Regions from separate parts of the Mus musculus genome. Here regions 1 and 2 are each linked to region 3. Evidence: chromatin contacts called from public Hi-C and promoter capture Hi-C data. All regions are on one chromosome and are shown on one strand. The core of a region is the stretch at or near the end of the contact, and the rest is flanking DNA. Distances in the headings are between cores, read along the strand shown.

Region 1 (2,998 bases), core at 72-2,571, 310 kb before region 3:
CCCTCCATTCCTCTCTTTTCCTGTCTTTGTTTGTAGCTGAGGATGACCTTGATCTGGACCTCCTGCCTCTACGTCCAGAGTGCTAGGTCTGCAGCCATGAGCTGCCAAGCCTAGTACGTCCACAGTACTAGGAATGGAACCTCGGGCCTTGAGCCTCTGGGCAGGCACTGCTTGGCTGAGCTTCTGCTGTCCCAGAGCGCCCTTCAAGGCTTCTGCATCCATTTCAGTTTTTCTTATCATCACTATCTGCCCATTTCCTGGAAATCAGTAAAGATGGTGATATAATTTTCCCTGTCGAGACACTTTTTAAAACTACTTACTGTAGAGCCTTGACTGTATATAGTTGTCCTCGCCAAACTCCCAGCTGACTCCCAGCTCTGAAGCCTCACCTTCATCGCCCTGTGGAGCCTGTTTCCTGCAGTCTTCAGGTGGATAGTGCTTTTCTGTCTGTTTTTCGTCCTGGGCCTGTTCTCTTTCCCAGAGGAGACACACATGATAAAGATCTGACATTAGTGTTTGGGAAGCTCAGAGATGGAGGAGTCCCAGGCATGGGAAAGGTGGGTTCAATATTAAGCATTAATGCTGTCATTTAATCCTTGCTCACCTGGAGCTTTGGGCTCTGCTCTCTGGAGAGCTGCCTTTCAGTTGGTTGGGAATGGGGAGGGTGAGTTAAGTTGTCTGGAAGTAAAGGTTTTGCCATCTGAGAGTCTCTCAAGTAGCCGCTGACAAGCCAGCCCTTTTTATTTTATTTAGATGGGTTCCTTCACATCCAGTCCCAAGTGTACCTGGTACAATCACTTACTGTGCCTTTTATAACCCTGTAGATAAAGTCTCTTTAGTCTTTGGGTGTTTTTCCACCACTGGGGCCTTCAGCTTTTACCTAGAGCTGCTAAATTCACCAGTACTCATCTCTTTGTAAAATTTGTTGGGGTTATTACATATTTAAAAACTTTATTTAGTAATTGCTTTTCTAGAATTTTTAGAGAGAATAACTTAAGAGCATGTTTTCATCCGCCCAGCTTGTGTTCCTATTTAAAACAAACACTAGCTTGACTCCTGACATTTGGCTTCTTGTTTTTTTTTTTTTTTAGATATTTTCTTTATATACATTTCAAATGCTATCCTGAAAGTTCCCTATACCCTCCCTCCGCCCTGCTCCCCTACCCATCCACTCCCGCTTCTTGGCTTCTTGCTTAAAGTGAACACAGACATTTTATAGTAAATTTATGTATCACACGGACTGAAAACCAGAAGGCAGAAACTATTTCCTCATTGACAAGTTTCTTTCCACTTCCCTGTGTTCTAATTTCCGTTGCCTCTCCTGTCAACAGTGAGCATGACTTTTCTGTGCCTCGGGAAGTGTGGACATCAGTATAGATGCTGGAGGGTCTGCGTCTTCCCACTGTTGTGTGCTCCCCCTTCCCCACTCTAGCTGCTGCCTTGGCAGTGTTTACATTCAGCACGGCTTGTCTGCAGCTGTGCGGCATGGACGTTTCCCTGCACATTTGACTCTTTCTTCCTTCACTATTTTAAACATTGCTGGAGTAAGTAATCATGTATGTGAGTTCTCTCTCATCTCTGAGTGTACCTGTAGGATAAAATTGCAGGGGCAATATTTGTGCATTCAATACTTTTTGAATTTATAATTTTGATTAATTAAATTTGATAAATCTATCAAAATTTAAATCTTGTGTTTGATGAACATAAAATCATAGGACTATAATTACATTTTAAGTGGAAATTATTTAAGAGATTTATTTTATATATTATTTGCATGATTGTGTTTATGACACTGTGTGTGTGTGTGTGTGTATGAGAGAGGAAGAGGAAGGAGGGGTGCATATATGTCCCTTGGAAGTACATATGGAGTCAGAGGACAACTCGTGGGAATTTGTTCTCTCCTTTTGTGGGTTCTGGGGATTTAACTCAGGATGTCAGTTCTTGCCCAGCAAACAGACTTTTATCCAAAGTATTAGGAATAATCTATAAGATGGATCAGGTGATGATCCATTTGTTTGTATCACTATCAATTCCTCTCCTATGAGATCATTCTGGATAGTTTTATTTATCTATTTTTGATCTAAAGAATCTTGACCAGGTCAGTGGCACTCAGTAGACAGAGGCAGGCAGATTTCTTTGAGCTCAAGGCCTGCTAGGCTGCTCTACAAAGCAAATTCTAGGCCAGCCCGAGCTATACAGCGAAAGACCTTGCATCCACATACATACATACCTAATACAAACATACCAACTCCTTAAAATTTAGCAACAATATTGTGAAGGAGCAAAAAGTTTCTCTTCTGATCTCTTGACCTCACATAGTTGGTGACTGCAGATTAGGATGGTGTGAGAGACAGGCATGGCAGAGAAACTTGCACATGGTGTGTGACAGAGTTTTGCATCAGTGTTGGCATCTCCCCAGGAAAGTAGAGACAAAAAGTGGCTGACAGTCCTGTTGGCATTTGTGGAGTCAAGAATTGACTTAACTGCACTCACTCAGGTTTGCTTGTCTTTCATTCTTTCCTCCCAGGGAAGTGAGGGAGAGTCTGCCATGTGGAGTTTCCCTCTTTTCAGGATGTATGAAGAGGGTAGTCTGACTGTCCTCATAGCTCTCTGTTCTTTAGGTGACTTAATTAAAATCAGAAATTTCTCTTGTGTGGTTGAACATCCTTTCATGTCATTTAGACCCATAATATATTGATATTATTTTAATTACATTTTTTCAAAGATTTATTTGTTATTATATGTAAGTACACTGTAGCTGTCTTCAGATGCACCAGAAGAGGGCATCAGATCTCATTATGGGTGGTTGTGAGCCACCATGTAATTGCTGGGATTTGAACTCAGGACCTTTGGAAGAGCAGTCAGTGCTCTTACCTGCTGTGCCATCTAGCCAGCCCGTACTTATATTTGTTAAAAGGTTTGTGTTTAATTATGTGTATGTGAATTGCATGTGTGCCTGGTGTCTAATGAGGCTAGTGTGAGAATCCACGTCCTTTGG
Region 2 (3,215 bases), core at 121-2,620, 290 kb before region 3:
TATGCTCATAAACAAATGGATATTATTTAAAAATATATTTTTGTATTCAAGGGTTATTACTGTTATTCTATCATAAGGCAGTTTTATTCCCCTTAAGTTCATTGTTTACAAAGGCATTGGATTGAGTTCTTGATACTGATTTTATTCTGTCACAAAATCATGATGGTGAGGGCTATGGCTCAGACTCTATTAGCATTTTGTTTTTCAAACAGCAAGTTCAGTGAGGGTTAAAGCAGAGAGCTAACTGTCCTGATGTGGGTGTAGGCAAAGGCACTTGTAAGGATGAGATGGAGAAGGTGCTTTGATTGCCCTGCAGTTTTAAATTATTGAAACTCACGTGTCTAATATGTCTTTTATGTCTTGAATATAACAGTCTATATTTCTCTGTGTGAAAAATCTGAAACACTGTAAAAAACAGTGAGAGATCTCTGCCTTGACTGTAAATTCACTTTACTCCCGAATCATTTCCGGTTTTGGTGAGAATTGAGAGGATACCTATGGATAGGTTTGTCAGCTTTGTTTCTTTCTCTAACAAGGGAAAAGAAAAGCTTTGGTTAGGAAGAATCAGAGAGTGGGATAAACAGCTGCAGTGCAGGTCTGTGAGTCACTCGTCAAACAGCAGTGTGGGAGAAATGATAACACACTCATCTACCATGAAAGATAAAACTGCTGCGATCGCAGCCATTTTAAATTATTAAATGCTGTAAACGCCATAAAGTTAATTAGAAGAGGAACAAGCTCTACAAAGATAAATGTGTTTTCAATATGATCTGTAGGGAGGGGTACAGTGAACAGGGAGGAAATTTATTTCTGGCAGGACTCTAGCCATGGAACTGTGGCTGAACTTTTTACCCTAATTACCTCCTGCTAATGCCTGCAGCGGTCTGGAATCAAAGCGGCGCTTCAGGCCCTGGAAATTCTCTGATGTGGCGAACGTTTGTTGTGTGAGGAGGGTTTCTTAAGAAAAAGCAGAATATTGTGACAGAATTAAAAAAAAATTTCTCAGTTACCACCCACCTCACTTGTTGCCTGCAAAAATAGAGTAATTGTTTGCATCTGTGTCTTCCTTTCCCCTAAGAAATAACTGTCATAAATCAATGTGACAGAGAGCCAGTAAGCTGAGGCTTGCTAGACTTAGGTTTTTATTTTAATTTTTTTTTCCTTTTCAAAGTTTCTACTTTAAGATTTGGGTCCAAAAGTATAAAGAAGCTTTGTGTGTGTGTGTTAAAGTCCCCCTTTAAAAAGGAGAACTCAGGCCCTAACGCGTGCTTTATGAAATGAATTCTGAAGACATTTAGTGTCAGTGTGACCACAGTTTACTGGCTTAGTCCTCGAAGCAGAGATGGGAATTTGCAGACTCCATTGTTAGTACTCTGGGGACTGAGAAGGAGCAGAGGGAAAGCTCCCAGTATCCCCTGAGGTCCAGAGGATTCGTCAGTCTTGCAGAAGATTGCTGGCCTCCTGTATACATGTGTGGAAAATTCTCTGCAGAGAGCGTTTCTGTGCTCTAGCCACAGGTGTAGGCGCCAAGATGGAATATTATCCAGCCTGGTGTCCAGGTCTCTGTGACCTCGGATCTCCAGTTCCAGGCTTTCCCAGTCTTCCTGAAGGACTTTTTAGGTAATTCATGGCAGAAGGAAGGGCAGCAGCGTGATGGCTTCTTAAAGCCATGGAAGTCATCACTTCAGGGAGAAACCTGGTTTGGCGGCCAGAAAGGACGGCTATAATTTTTACAGTTCGGATGCTGTGAATTTTTTTTTTTTTGATCCTGGGCAGTAAAGTGAATTTTTATTCCTTGTAACAGAATATTAAATTTCATTCAAGGCTGTGCTGAGACCCACATCCTTGTGTGATTAGGTCACTAATTGCTCCAGTGTAACGGTGGCATTTTTCTTTTTCACCTGTGACCATGCAACTGCATGGTTTTGTGTATGAGGGTATTTCTTTGAACTCCCAAATTTCAAATCATGTTACAAATAATTACTGTCTTCTTCTCTACCCAGGGTAAGTTGTATTCAGTCCCAAGACAATGATATGTGTTCACATCTAATGGATTACTTCAGAATTAAATTGCTCATGTTAAAGGCAATATGCAGCTTACAGTCCCCTTGTTATTTTACGTTCCCTTGCTTTGCTCCGTTCTACCTGTGAGTCAAACTGTGTATGTGTCTGTCTAATAAGTAATGGTATTGTCAAGACATTTTAACAGGCTTTGTTTAGTTATATATCTGTTTCTGTAAATTTTTAAATAATTATAAACCTTTATTTTTAGACAATCTTACTACATACATAGTCCTGTTGGTCTGAAACTCATTGTGTAGACCAGACTAAACCACAGAGATCTCCAGCCTCTGCCTGGAGTGCTGGGATAAAGGTGTGAACAGCTGTGCCAGGTGCAAAATAGTTTCATGAAGAGTAACTAGGTTTAACACTATACCTGGGTGTTCCTCGGTAGCAGACAGCTAACATTTGTGTATTCAGTACTGTTTAGTAGCACCGGTTCAGGTTCTACAAGCTGAATAGTGTTATTCCGGTATTGTGGCACAGAATAATCGCAGCACTCTGGAAAATCAGGGGAGTCGAGTCTAGTCTGAGGCTCTTGGAACAGAAGAGCGAGCGAGCCTGTTAGGCCATGCAGAAGGTGTAGATAGTGAGAGGTTTGAATCACACCCAAAATAGAAGTAAGGCATCAGTGTTTGAGGCACAACTGGCTCCTGACCCACTCCTTGTGTAAACAGTTGAAAATTATTTTATTGTTAATGTTCATGTGTGTGCCTGATGCCTGGTAGAGCCTGAGGAGGTCTGGGACCTGCTGGCACTGAGTCCAGATGCCTGGGAGCAGGACCTGGTGTATGTTGATTTCATTTATACTTAAATGTCACACACAGTAATAGATTCTGGATTTTTCAGTGACAGTGGAGTAAGAAAAGTAGGCAGACTGTTCCATGGTGGGTTCTACTTGTGGTCTCTGAGCTTGCTTTGATTGTATCATTAGTTGCTTTTGGTGGTTGAGCCAGCCATAAATATTCTCATTTCAGCTTTATAATGTTTTTTTTTAATTCAACTATGGAAATACAAGACTGTTGATGAGCAAAACGATTTCTGGTTTTTATTTATAATAATAGAGAAGTAGTAAGTTCTCTTGCTTTTAGGAAAATAAATCTGAACAATATTCTGTGTACATGTGTATGAGAGTTCTTTCACCATAACCAATT
Region 3 (2,933 bases), core at 158-2,657:
GTAATTTTATTAATCCATTCTAGACTGACAGATGTTGCCATGAGCCTTGAGCTCTTGAGGATTCTTGTTTCATTTCTGATTAGATGATGAGTTTCCTTCTTAAACCCAAGGGTCTATGTATGCACAGCCCTTCTCTCCTAAAGAGCTTGTTTGGGTGCCAGAAAGAACCTTGCTGTTCCCTGGCTGGTACTGGATATCACTTTTCTATATCTGAGCCCTTTCTAACTGGTTCCCTCTTGCAAAGGTAGCACCCAGTATGCTGTCAGTGCTGAAGTAGTAGCAGCTGCTAGATGGGTTTTACTTTTACTTGTGTTTTTATTTTGAAGGGACCTGAGGATAATAAGGGGTGCCCAGAGGACTAATCTGTGGATCTCCATTCTTCTCGAGAGCACACAGAATTTGAGAACACTGAAACTGAGCCAGATAATGACCCAGAGGTCTGCTAAATGTTCCAGGGTGGTTGGCTCTTTGTTCTCACTTATTAGAGTCCAGCTCCGCCTTTCATAGCACAGTAATTGCTGCAGGGCTTGGGCCCAGGTGATCTGTCTCACAGGCCAAGCTGAGGTTGTCTGTTACCGTCCTTTACCGGTCTCTGGCAACAATGGGAAGTGCTACCCCTGAAAGCAGGTTGGTTAGCATCTGGAGCTCAATGAACCTGTTGAACTTTTCCAGCCATTTTGTTTTTTCCTTTCCATCAACCTACTTCTAAGAGGCTCATGTTCTGTTCCAAGGGCACCAGCCTTCGAGTGGGCACTTGTCCATTCCTGGCCTAGGGCAATCAGGTTGGAGATCTCCCGTAGACACCAGACACCCCCTATCTCTCCAACTCTCCTGTTGGCTGATCCCCTTAGTGCTTCTAGGGCACTTGAGGTCATCTTTTGTCCAAAGGAGTGCCACTGTGGCATCTCACCGAGCAGGACTGTGGGTACTCTCCCCATTGCTTTGGACAGACTTGACAATGCCTCTCTGTGTTAAGCACTGTGCGCAGCTCCCTCGAAGTAGGCTGTCATCAGTCCTCACATTTGCCCTGCCGCGGCTGTTCATACACCCGTTTCACAGGTGAGTGTAGGAGAAGTGAAGTAACTTGCTGACGGGTGAGCCGAAAGACCTGGAAAGTCTCCTTCTCCCGCTCTTTACAGAAAGCCCCTGAGACCCCGGTGGTGATTCGTTTACACCAGTGTCCTCAGAGATTCCCAGGTCGCCAATTCAGTGATATGAGCCGAATGCATACAAGAGTTAGTGTGAAAACAGATTGCCACCGCCTTACAAGAAAGTCAGAGAAGCCAAAGTACATTCGACAAATTGGAAGTGAAAAGCTCAAGTAAAAATATTCAGTTTAAGATCATGCGCTGGTACTTACATGAGGTCTATGGAAAATGAGGGAGCCAGCATCGGGTTTCTGGAATATGCAATTTTACAATGGGAACGTGTTATAAAATGTTCAGCCACTGTTGTTTGCCTTGGAATTTAGGGTGAGAGACATGACGGCTGACAACTCTCTTCCTGTTGTAGGTCAGGGCTTCAAGGAACTCTGTAATCTTCCCACCAGCTTTCTTCTCTCCTGGAACTCACGGGTAAAATTAGATGCTGGCTGGACTTCAGTAGTTGAAGGCTTTCAGAAGCCAAGTCAGACAACTGCAACGGCTGCTCTCTCACAGCCCCACGTCGGGAGACACTCTGTACAGACTAACACAGTTTAGTAAACTGATAAGTGTCCTGACAGTCACTGCGTAATAAACAAAACAATGCCACAGGCGTAGAAGGGAGTTGCCTTCCTGTGGGTAACCTCAGAAACAGGGCAGGCTTGGGGGTCTCTCTATTCACATCTCTCTGTTGCTCCCCAAATGTGATGTATACTAAGCTTAAAAAAACAAAAACAAAACAAACAAACAAACAAACAAACAAAAAAACCCTAGACACCCCATGTGAAGATTCAGTTGGAATTGTTTTATGCATTTGAATAGACTCTGAGAGGCAGACATGGTGAAAGGGGTGTGGGAAGAGACCATTGAAAGAGTGAGTGTGCTCTGCTCGCAACCCAGCCTCGGACACATTTATCTAATTTGACACATTTTGCCTGGAAGTCACAGGAATAGACTGAGGTCCCCACCCCACCCCCCCTTGCCCGACTCAGAATATAAAGAGCCAGAGACTAAAACCAGACTAAAAAGGGCTAACCCATTAGGGAAGTACCTCCCTGGGGAGCGGGTGGGCAGGGGAAGGAGGTTAGATGGCAGTTATTAAACACTGAATCAAGAATCTGCTCTGCAGAGCTGCTGCCCCGGGAAGCCTTTCTTCCCAGGCTGAGGCCTGAGCTGGCCAGGAGCAGGGGCTCTGCTTATTCTCCGCTGCAGGATGCTACCCCTTGACCCTTTATAAGGCAGCCTTGCTTGATTACTCCTTTTAATTCCAGGCTCAAAACAGCTTGTAAAGTTGTGTTGTTTTTTCTTTTTATCATTCCTCCCCAGATTGTGTGGGCCACACTGTAGCAAGATTTCCCCTCTGTCCACATCTGTTTTCCAACCTCATTACTCTTCAGTTATTACATTAAAAAAAAAAAAAAGCTGTTTATTTCTTCCCTGCATGTTTTCCCCCCGAGTTTCAAAACCTAAAATGGTAACTGATGTGCTGTTGGATGGGACCATCTTCATGATCTCGGGTGGACATGCTGGTCTTCGCATAAATGCACAGGAATAGATTGAACCTTCTTGTTTGAACTAGCTATGCCTGAGTCAGGGGTCACAGCTGGGCCAGAGCCTGGCAGGCTTCTGGTTCTAGAATCTGGGCACAGAGGTTCATGCTTAATCGCCCTTGAACTTGAGAGGCTGAGACAGGAGGATCAGAAGTTTAAGAGCACCTTGGCTACCTCCAGTATTCTAAGGCTAGCCTGGACTACCAACGCCTCGAATGTGTTCTTTCGGAGGTATCCGGAG

What was found. Promoter capture Hi-C pulls out the DNA fragments that hold promoters and counts their contacts. Hi-C and Micro-C count contacts between places; a contact is called where the count stands out from the background.
Region 1: a promoter capture Hi-C map of maxillary cranial neural crest shows a contact between it and region 3. The contact joins the enhancer-like site here to the promoter of Bcas3os1 in region 3. A contact is called at or near these places in 5 of 39 promoter capture datasets (the 3T3-L1 cell line, cranial neural crest, liver and 1 more), 2 of 484 Hi-C or Micro-C datasets (both in uterus) and 1 of 115 datasets of contacts at active chromatin or transcription factors (epiblast stem cells).
Region 2: a Hi-C map of uterus shows a contact between it and region 3, with 7 times the contacts expected there. The contact joins the enhancer-like site here to the promoter of Bcas3os1 in region 3. A contact is called at or near these places in 4 of 39 promoter capture datasets (cranial neural crest, fetal liver, maxillary cranial neural crest and 1 more) and 3 of 484 Hi-C or Micro-C datasets (all in uterus).

The regions. Positions count from the first base shown.
Region 1 is chr11:85,411,085-85,414,082 of GRCm38.p6, forward strand. The region is part of intron 6 of Bcas3 (breast carcinoma amplified sequence 3); the gene reads left to right. Among named protein-coding and RNA genes, the nearest start is that of Bcas3, 59 kb to the left of the region's middle. Within about 2 kb of position 1,322, at least 3 of the 459 cell types and tissues checked have an H3K27ac peak or open chromatin away from gene starts, as enhancers often do.
Region 2 is chr11:85,430,346-85,433,560 of GRCm38.p6, forward strand. The region is part of intron 7 of Bcas3 (breast carcinoma amplified sequence 3); the gene reads left to right. Among named protein-coding and RNA genes, the nearest start is that of Bcas3, 79 kb to the left of the region's middle. Within about 2 kb of position 1,371, at least 24 of the 459 cell types and tissues checked have an H3K27ac peak or open chromatin away from gene starts, as enhancers often do. A contact at or near this core is called in uterus, where this site is marked.
Region 3 is chr11:85,718,337-85,721,269 of GRCm38.p6, forward strand. It overlaps Bcas3os1 (breast carcinoma amplified sequence 3, opposite strand 1), which reads right to left and starts at 1,408. Exons shown (of 6, transcript NR_045875.1): 1 at 1,361-1,408. All of the region lies in intron 22 of Bcas3 (breast carcinoma amplified sequence 3), which reads left to right. RefSeq lists an enhancer at 1-2,933.